Linked DNA regions of Rattus norvegicus: region 2 is linked to region 1. The links are chromatin contacts, called in public Hi-C maps. All regions are on one chromosome and are shown on one strand. Each heading gives the region's core, a stretch centred on a gene start, on an enhancer-like site or on the middle of the called end of the contact. The rest is flanking DNA. Distances are from core to core; before and after follow the strand shown. Region 1 holds the start of Hgf (hepatocyte growth factor). Region 2 has its middle 100 kb from the start of Hgf.

The links. Hi-C and Micro-C count contacts between places; a contact is called where the count stands out from the background.
Region 2: a contact with region 1 is called in a Hi-C map of liver, with 4 times the contacts expected there. The contact joins the enhancer-like site here to the promoter of Hgf in region 1. A contact is called at or near these places in 2 of 12 Hi-C or Micro-C datasets (kidney and liver).

Annotation. Positions count from the first base shown.
Region 1 is chr4:19,698,309-19,701,889 of GRCr8, forward strand. It overlaps Hgf (hepatocyte growth factor), which reads right to left and starts at 2,159. Exons shown (of 18, transcript NM_017017.2): 1 at 1,927-2,159. The coding sequence starts at 2,017. LOC103692033 (a long non-coding RNA gene) reads left to right here and starts at 1,358. Exons shown (of 4, transcript XR_005503418.2): 1 at 1,358-1,501; 2 at 1,759-3,306.
Region 2 is chr4:19,798,138-19,801,980 of GRCr8, forward strand. No RefSeq gene overlaps it. Among named protein-coding and RNA genes, the nearest start is that of Hgf, 100 kb to the left of the region's middle. Within about 2 kb of position 1,369, at least 9 of the 93 cell types and tissues checked have an H3K27ac peak or open chromatin away from gene starts, as enhancers often do. A contact at or near this core is called in liver, where this site is marked.

The DNA.
Region 1 (3,581 bases), core at 909-3,408:
TTTTTTTTAGAGAGTATTCAATATTTCTTTAGAGTATTTAGTGTAAGTGAATAGAGAGTAATACTATGTGGCAGATCAACTATCAAAACTGCTTGGACCATCCACATCAAATATTTCTCAAAAACTTAATAATGTGTTTACATAAGACCTTCTATTCATGACTGCCTATCAGCATAATAGAGCTTTTTTTAACTATATGAAGAATAGCCATGCAAATAACAACAAACTAACTGTCCAATATTAAACAAAAAAAATCAAACAAAAAACTCTCATTACATATTCTAAGAAAGCTAACTGCCTCCTTTATGGAAGTTATTTAAAACATGGAAACTGTTAAAACAAGGTTGCAAACACAGCAAATGTGGCGCCTCTTTTGATGACAATTTTAGCATTATCCATTTCAGAAATTATTCATAACATATATCTGTAATTCCCAATGGGCCTCCCCTGGCCTGCCAACATACTCTCAGGCCACTCTCTCTACACTCAGGAAACACAGTCATTTCAACATTAGCCAAAGTGAAGTATAATTACAAATGTATGTCTCCTGCCAAAACTGTGTGATGCACGCCAGAAACAAATAGACATTGTCTATGGTCGATCTACTGTTTGGGTTTTCCAAACTGAAATCTTGCATTAGCTCAGCTCAGCTCAGGTAATCATACTTCCAGGGAATAGCATTTTAATCGTCGAAAAGGGAAACTGGTAAACTGGACCAAGGTTAAAACTTAGGTTAACACCCATAAATAAGCAACGTTCTAAAGATCAACCTTAATGTGACACATCTTTAAGTTCTTTCCCTCTTGATCAAGAAACTTTGCCTACACAGTTTCAAAGGCCCCTTTCCAAAGTATCTTTTTTTCCCACAAGGAATCTCTCCCCAGTGCAGAAAAAACAGGTGGGTTCAATATTTTTTTATTAGCACTAGCTTCGTCTTGTATTGCATTGGATACTAGATTAGAGGTGTGATGAATGTCATAGTGCACTTATCTCAAATTATGAGGCTGTTTCTTTGTTTTCTCAGTTTTAAAAGGTCACCTATCTGTTGTTGGCTGTGCATTTCTTACAGCCTTTATTTCCCTGTGCCTACCCTAAAGTTCACTGCCTTCTCCGGCTGGCAACCCAGGCAAGCCACTACAATAATAACACAACCAAATGCAGATGCTTCCTCTGCTCTTGATAATAAGAGATAACTTCCTATACCAGCAGATGAGATCCCTAAATGCCCAGGAAATCTGAACAGGTCCCAGAGTCTCCTCCTCATTCTGCAAATCAGAGTAAGACAGGGACAATTCCACTGCATCAATCCAAGTCACATTAGTGTTCCTCCCTGCACTGCAGCATCAGGAGCGATCATGCCTACACCCCCACCCCCATCCCCAGAAGGGGAGCTTGGAGAGGAAAGCTTTCTGTTTCATTTTTATAACATTCATTGTACTCAGAACTTAATCCACCTTCTCCAAGTGAAGACCTGCATAATGTCAAAATTTGGACCCGAGGGGTGAGTGGATGGACCCTTATCGGAAATTCTCCTTTGGGAAATGAGTCCCTGGTTAAATTGACCATCACTCTCCTCTCTTCAATTCAGAATCTGTCTTCGTTTTTAAAACTTGGCCAAACCAGCAAAGTTCCAGCCAGTGTTAGCACTTCATTCCTATCCCATAATTTTGGATTGCTTGGCTAAATGAGGTGGGGCCTGGTGGGGGGATGGGGGTATCATTGAGAGATGTTAATTGTTTTTAAATGTTTCTCAAACAGAAAAGGAATGTCCAAAGAAATCAAAATGAGAGGTTTGGAAGCCCCACACCACCCTTGGAATTAAGAAAAGATGCTGGAAATAGGGTAGAGAGCTTCTTGGAAGGAAAGCGCAAGGTCAGAAGGAGACTTAAAGCAACCACAATCTCCATGAAGCAGAAGTAAACTTACCTGCATAGGGGATGGTGACAGGAAGCAGGAGGAGGTGCAGCAGGACATGCTGCAGCAACAGGACCGGCAGAAGTTTGGTCCCCCACATCATGCTTGCAGTTCGAGCAGGCTGATCCCTCTGCAGGAGATGCCGGGCTGAAAGAATCCTGTTGCAAGCCGGTCGGTTCTGAGCTGCTTTTATTGCGATGAGCTAAGTTTGTTGTGTGATTAACTGGAAAGATCTAGGACTAAACTCCCTCTTACGGTAAGAAACTGTTTAACAACAGCCCTTTACTCTCTTCCAGCCCCTTCCTTTCCTTAACCCCCCCCCAACAAGCAACAGATCCCAGCTCTCCCCACTCCACTCACTCCCCCTCCCAGAAAGAAACTTACAAAGCAAAGGTCACCTGGCCCGAGGCCAGCTGCAATTTAGAAGCCTGAGCTCCAGATCCTTGTGGCTCCTATCCGAGTAGGGAAGGGAGGAGCAAGACTCAGCCCAATCGCTAAGTCAAGGCACAGGCTGAACACCAATTCGCCCCGTTTGAACAGGAAAATGCATGTGTTTACATATCTATCTGGGAAAAGAGGAAGGGGAAGCAGCATAAGAGGAGAGCGGAGCAGCCCTTCTGCCAAATGAGCCCCAGCTCCTAGTCTGCGAGCTTGCAGTGTTGGAGAGATTCGGGGATGAACACTGACCCCAGTTCCCGGGATTTTAAGGAAAGTAAGAGAAGAGAAAGGGAGTCAGGGGGGCAGAACCCAGGTGAAAGAGGGCAGGTAAGAAAAGGGTGTGGCCTTGAGGGATGAGAAGAAATAGCAACAGAAACAAAACACTCAGGGTTTCAGGCCAGAAAATTGCCCTGTCCAGTGGACTTTCCTCAGAAGAGCTATCCCCAAACCACTGCAAAAGGATCCCAAATACATTTTTCAAATGTCTGTTTTCTGATGTATCTGTTGATAATTTCCCTTAAACCATCTAAGGGACAGACATGGCCCGTTTCTTATCCCTGACAAGCAAACAGATACTGGTTTTTCTAACCTTGTACACAATCACATATGTCCACATGTCAGTATGTATGCATGAAGAATTTCACTAGAGACCCATTGGGCTATTTTAATTCCTAAGTAAGGTCTCAACCTCTTTCCTCCTACACACACCCACAGCACCACGGTCTTCGGGGAGGGAGGGGGCAGAGGGGCTCTGATCCCTGAGTATCACGTTTTGGTGAGATCATTGCCCAGACTTCTCCTTTTATTACAACACGAGGAGGGTGCTCTGATGTGTCAGAGAACAGAGTACAGTGTTTCTGAGATGGATACTCAGAAGAACGAATACCTCTTTAGAGAAAGAGAAAGTCAACAGAATGTGAGACCTTCTCTGGAGTAGCCTGCAACCCTACAGAGGTACCAAGGGCAAAATTAAAGTCGGTAGCAGGATGGCCTGTCTCCACCTCCACCAGCAAAGGCAGATCTCTCCACCCTCCTCAGCATAACTACAGCTACCTGCAGAGACAAGAGAAAGGAAAGAGGGGAGGGGACAAGGGGGAGGCAAGAAAAGAGAAAAGGAAGGAAAGAAGGAAGAGAGGTAGGAAAAGGGAAGAGGAAAGAGAACAAGGGGGAGGGAGAAGGAAGGAAAGAAAGAAGCTGGCTGATAGGTCCCTGGGCTGTGGAGTATCTAG
Region 2 (3,843 bases), core at 119-2,618, 99 kb after region 1:
ATCATCATTCTTCTGATTCTTATTGCAGCCCAAGCTGGCTAGGAGTTCACTATGAGTCTCACAGTGTCCTTGTGATCCTTCCGCCTCGGTCTCCTAAATGTTGACATTACAAGTACATACCACCATTCCCACCTTAAAATGTATAAGAGCTCAAATACAAGAATAATAACAAATGAACATATAAGAGGGTAGGGCAGGAAGATGATGAATTCAGGGCAGCCTGGTCTGCATAAGTCCAGCCGATGCTACAATCGCATCTAAACACCATCTCCAAAGACAAGTAAATAACAAATTCTTCCAAATAAATAAATTAATTAATTATTTTGTTGTTGTTATTGTTGTTTGTTTTTTATTTGATTTGTTTTGTTGAAACAGGGTTTCCTGCAGAGCCCTGGCTGTCCTGGAACTCGCTCTGTAGACCAGGCTGGCCTCAAACTCAGAAATCCGCCTGCCTCTGCTTCCCAAGTGCTAGGACTAAAGTCACCACACCCAGCTTATTTTCTTATTTATTAAAAATGAGAAGATATGAGTTATTGTCTTGCCATATTGTCATGTTAAAACTAAACATGCCCAGTTCAAGCATATGTGATTTGTATGGACACCATTTTTTTTTTTTTTTTTTGTCTTTTAAGGCCTATCCCCATTTTATTTGCCACAAATAGAGTCAAGTTAGAGTCACAGCAGGAAATGTCACAAAAGATAAAGTATCCTTTAAGGTCAAACAGAATTTAGTTGTAGCCTTTATTCTTCCTTTTACATATTTGCATCATCCTCGAATTTCTTAAACTTCTTAAACATCTGTTTTCTTACCTTCAAGAGGCCACAGTGTCATTATGAAACACATTGTACTAATAAAAATCTAAGGTATTTAATAAACTCTATATAAGGCTTATGCTGTTTAAAAAATTAAATTTAACTCCTTTTTAACTAAGAAGTTTTACAGAGACTTAGTCTTTTCTTAATGGTACCTACAGCAAGGCAACCAGCTTGTCACCGTTTGTCTTGAGTGACCAGATTGATTCCATGTAAGCCAAATGTTTATGAAGGTTCCGGAAGAGAGGGTATTTGTTTGAGGTTTATATGGGTCTTTTAGACTAATTTGGACTCTGGATGTTTACTCTCGTCCTTTATTCTGCTTGCAACAAGATAACTGAACGGAGATAGAAGGAATGTTTGGAGTTTGGTTTACCCTCTCATGGTCTTCATTAATGCTCTGTGGGTGTTGTTCTTTGCAGAGGCCAAAGTTCGTGGTTCTGTTTTATAATTGCAGCTCGCTCTTTCCGACTTTCGTCCAGAAGCATCAGCTTTATCACTGCTTGTGAGATTTACAGCGCTTCCTTCCGTCCTCGGCTTGCTAATAGGCAGTTGTTGAACTCCCCGGAGTCCCGGCTAGGAAATATGAGCAGTATGTAATTGCTACAGCTGGAATCGCATTCCACTTCAGAAGCTCCTTAACAGCATTCTCAGATGTGTGAATATCCATTAGTGACCCAGGGGGATTTCTCCCTGGCACCAAGTGTACCTTTATGAGGGGCCTGGATGATGAGACTGTCCCTCCCATGAGCTCGAAAGGGAGGCAAAAGGCTCTGGGTTTGGAGGTTGGTGAGTTCAAAACGAAAATGTGTGGGAACACAGAGTGCTCACAGAAGAGAAATTTCAAAAGGAAAATCATAAAACTTGGCCCTGGGGTATGTTCAGTTTAAATTTATACTAAGTAACTAGCTAATATGTTTATCAAAACATCCAAGGGCAACAGGGCCAAGCAACATGATTTGATCTTCCTCTGTCTGTTTATGTGGATAGTAATTGACAGTAAGCAACGCTGAACTTTCACTTCCTGTTCACTGCAACTAGGACAGACAATACTGGGGCAATGACTCAGTCCCCCCTGCAGCAACTGCACACGAGAGAAAAGCTTCCTGATTTCACCAGGCTCGTTTTCAGTCTTTCTAACACTGACTCCACACCACAAGTGTCCATAGCTTCTGCTTTTGCAACAACACTGATAGCTGCTCCTCTCTAGACGAACTAGAATTAACAAGGTACCCTTCAGTTGTCAGATGACAATAGAAATAGATGTGGTAGTTATGTCTGTCACACAAGAGAGGTGCCGTGATGCTTTTGCACACAGAGCTGACACTTGTACATTTGTACCCTTGGAGGAAAAGACTGCATGTTCACAGGGCACACAAAGACAATTCTCCAGTCAGGTTTGTCAAACCCATTACATTAAGCAAGTGAGGAAGGATTTTCAATCAGAATCTCAGCTGTATCTGGTGGCTACATAGTTTACCTTTCAGGGCTCCTAACAGAAACCTCTGTTTCTATGGGCATTATGTATCATAATGAAGATCAGAATTACCAATACATGGCTTTAAGTAACTGCTATGAGACATAAATAAATACACAGACAATAAAGTAATAAAACAGGCATATAATTAAAATTAGAAATGTAATAGGCCAAGAGTCCTGGTTCGTATGGCTTGTGGAGAGACAGGTATTCTGATTTCGTCCAGGAAAGCGTGTTTCACAATCCTGGATACACATTAGAATCACCTAGGGAGCTTTTTAAAAAACTGTTGCTGGAGTCCCACCTCCAGAAATGCTGATTTAATGGGTTTGTGGTGAACCTGAGTATAGGCATTTATTAAAAGCTCCCCAGATAATTTTAACAGCCCCTAAGGTCAAGAATCATTGTGCTTTAATCTTGTGAGTAGCTTCTCGAAATGGCAAGCAGATGATAAGAGTGGTTATCTTTGTGACCGGTTGGGGACGTGGGGACTACCAAATTGTAAGAAATAAAAAAAACATATTCTGAGTATCATATACTTATTAAATCATTGATGAAATGCATTGGGTTCAGAGTATGTGAATGGGGCATACTCTGGTGTATATGGATGCTATTAGCAAGCAGCAGTCTACTGTGGGGCTCAGTCTTCTGAAAGAAAGCAGGCGTTGGTCAAACAAGACAGAAATACATAGAGTAGAACTCTGATGAAAGCCATGAAACAAAAACACCAAAAGAAATGGGGTCTTTTATACTCCTTGTGTGGTATGTGGGATGCAAACTGAGATCTAACCTGCAAACAAAGATGAGAGACTAACGTGATGTAAGACAGAGAAAGTGCATGTGCAAAGGCCCAGAGCCTCTAGGGACTGAAGGCTTACTGAAGAAAGCCAGCAAGGTTGTCATGGAGAGATGAAAAGAAAGGTTAGTTTGAGGTGTGCCTGGGGAAATACACATGCTACCTCATGCTTATTGGCTGGGTAATTCTGGCTTTGGGGATACATTTAGGCTTTTGATTATTACTCTAAAGGGAAAAAAATCTATGGAGGATTTTATAGACATGAAGTATTTTTAGACTTGGATTTGTAAAGAATGTCCAGGAGGCAGCATGTATAGGGAGCAGATAAGAGGAAGGAAATATTAGCAAATTAGACCAACCAAAAAAATAAATGTGGGCAGACAAGATGGCTCAACTTGGAAAGATGCTTTCTGCTTGGCCTGACAACCTGAGGTTATTCCCTGAATCCTACTCCTCAACGTTGTCCCTTGGCCTCCACAGATGTGAGTAGTGCCACACACATTCAGAACAAAGACAGTGAAATGTGGTCTACATCCCATATATACCCTAACCCTTCAATGTTCTGGAATTTATACATAATGACACAGAAATTTCTGTAAAGTTGGGTACAGTTGAACCAAAGCATATTTATTCATTTCTTTGTTATCAATCAATACTTCCAACTATAAATTCACAAGTTCGACAGCAGTATTAGACTGAGGAAGACCATTCATTGAGAAAAGAAAACACAGGTGTTTTTTAAAAGGTGCAAGGGGTA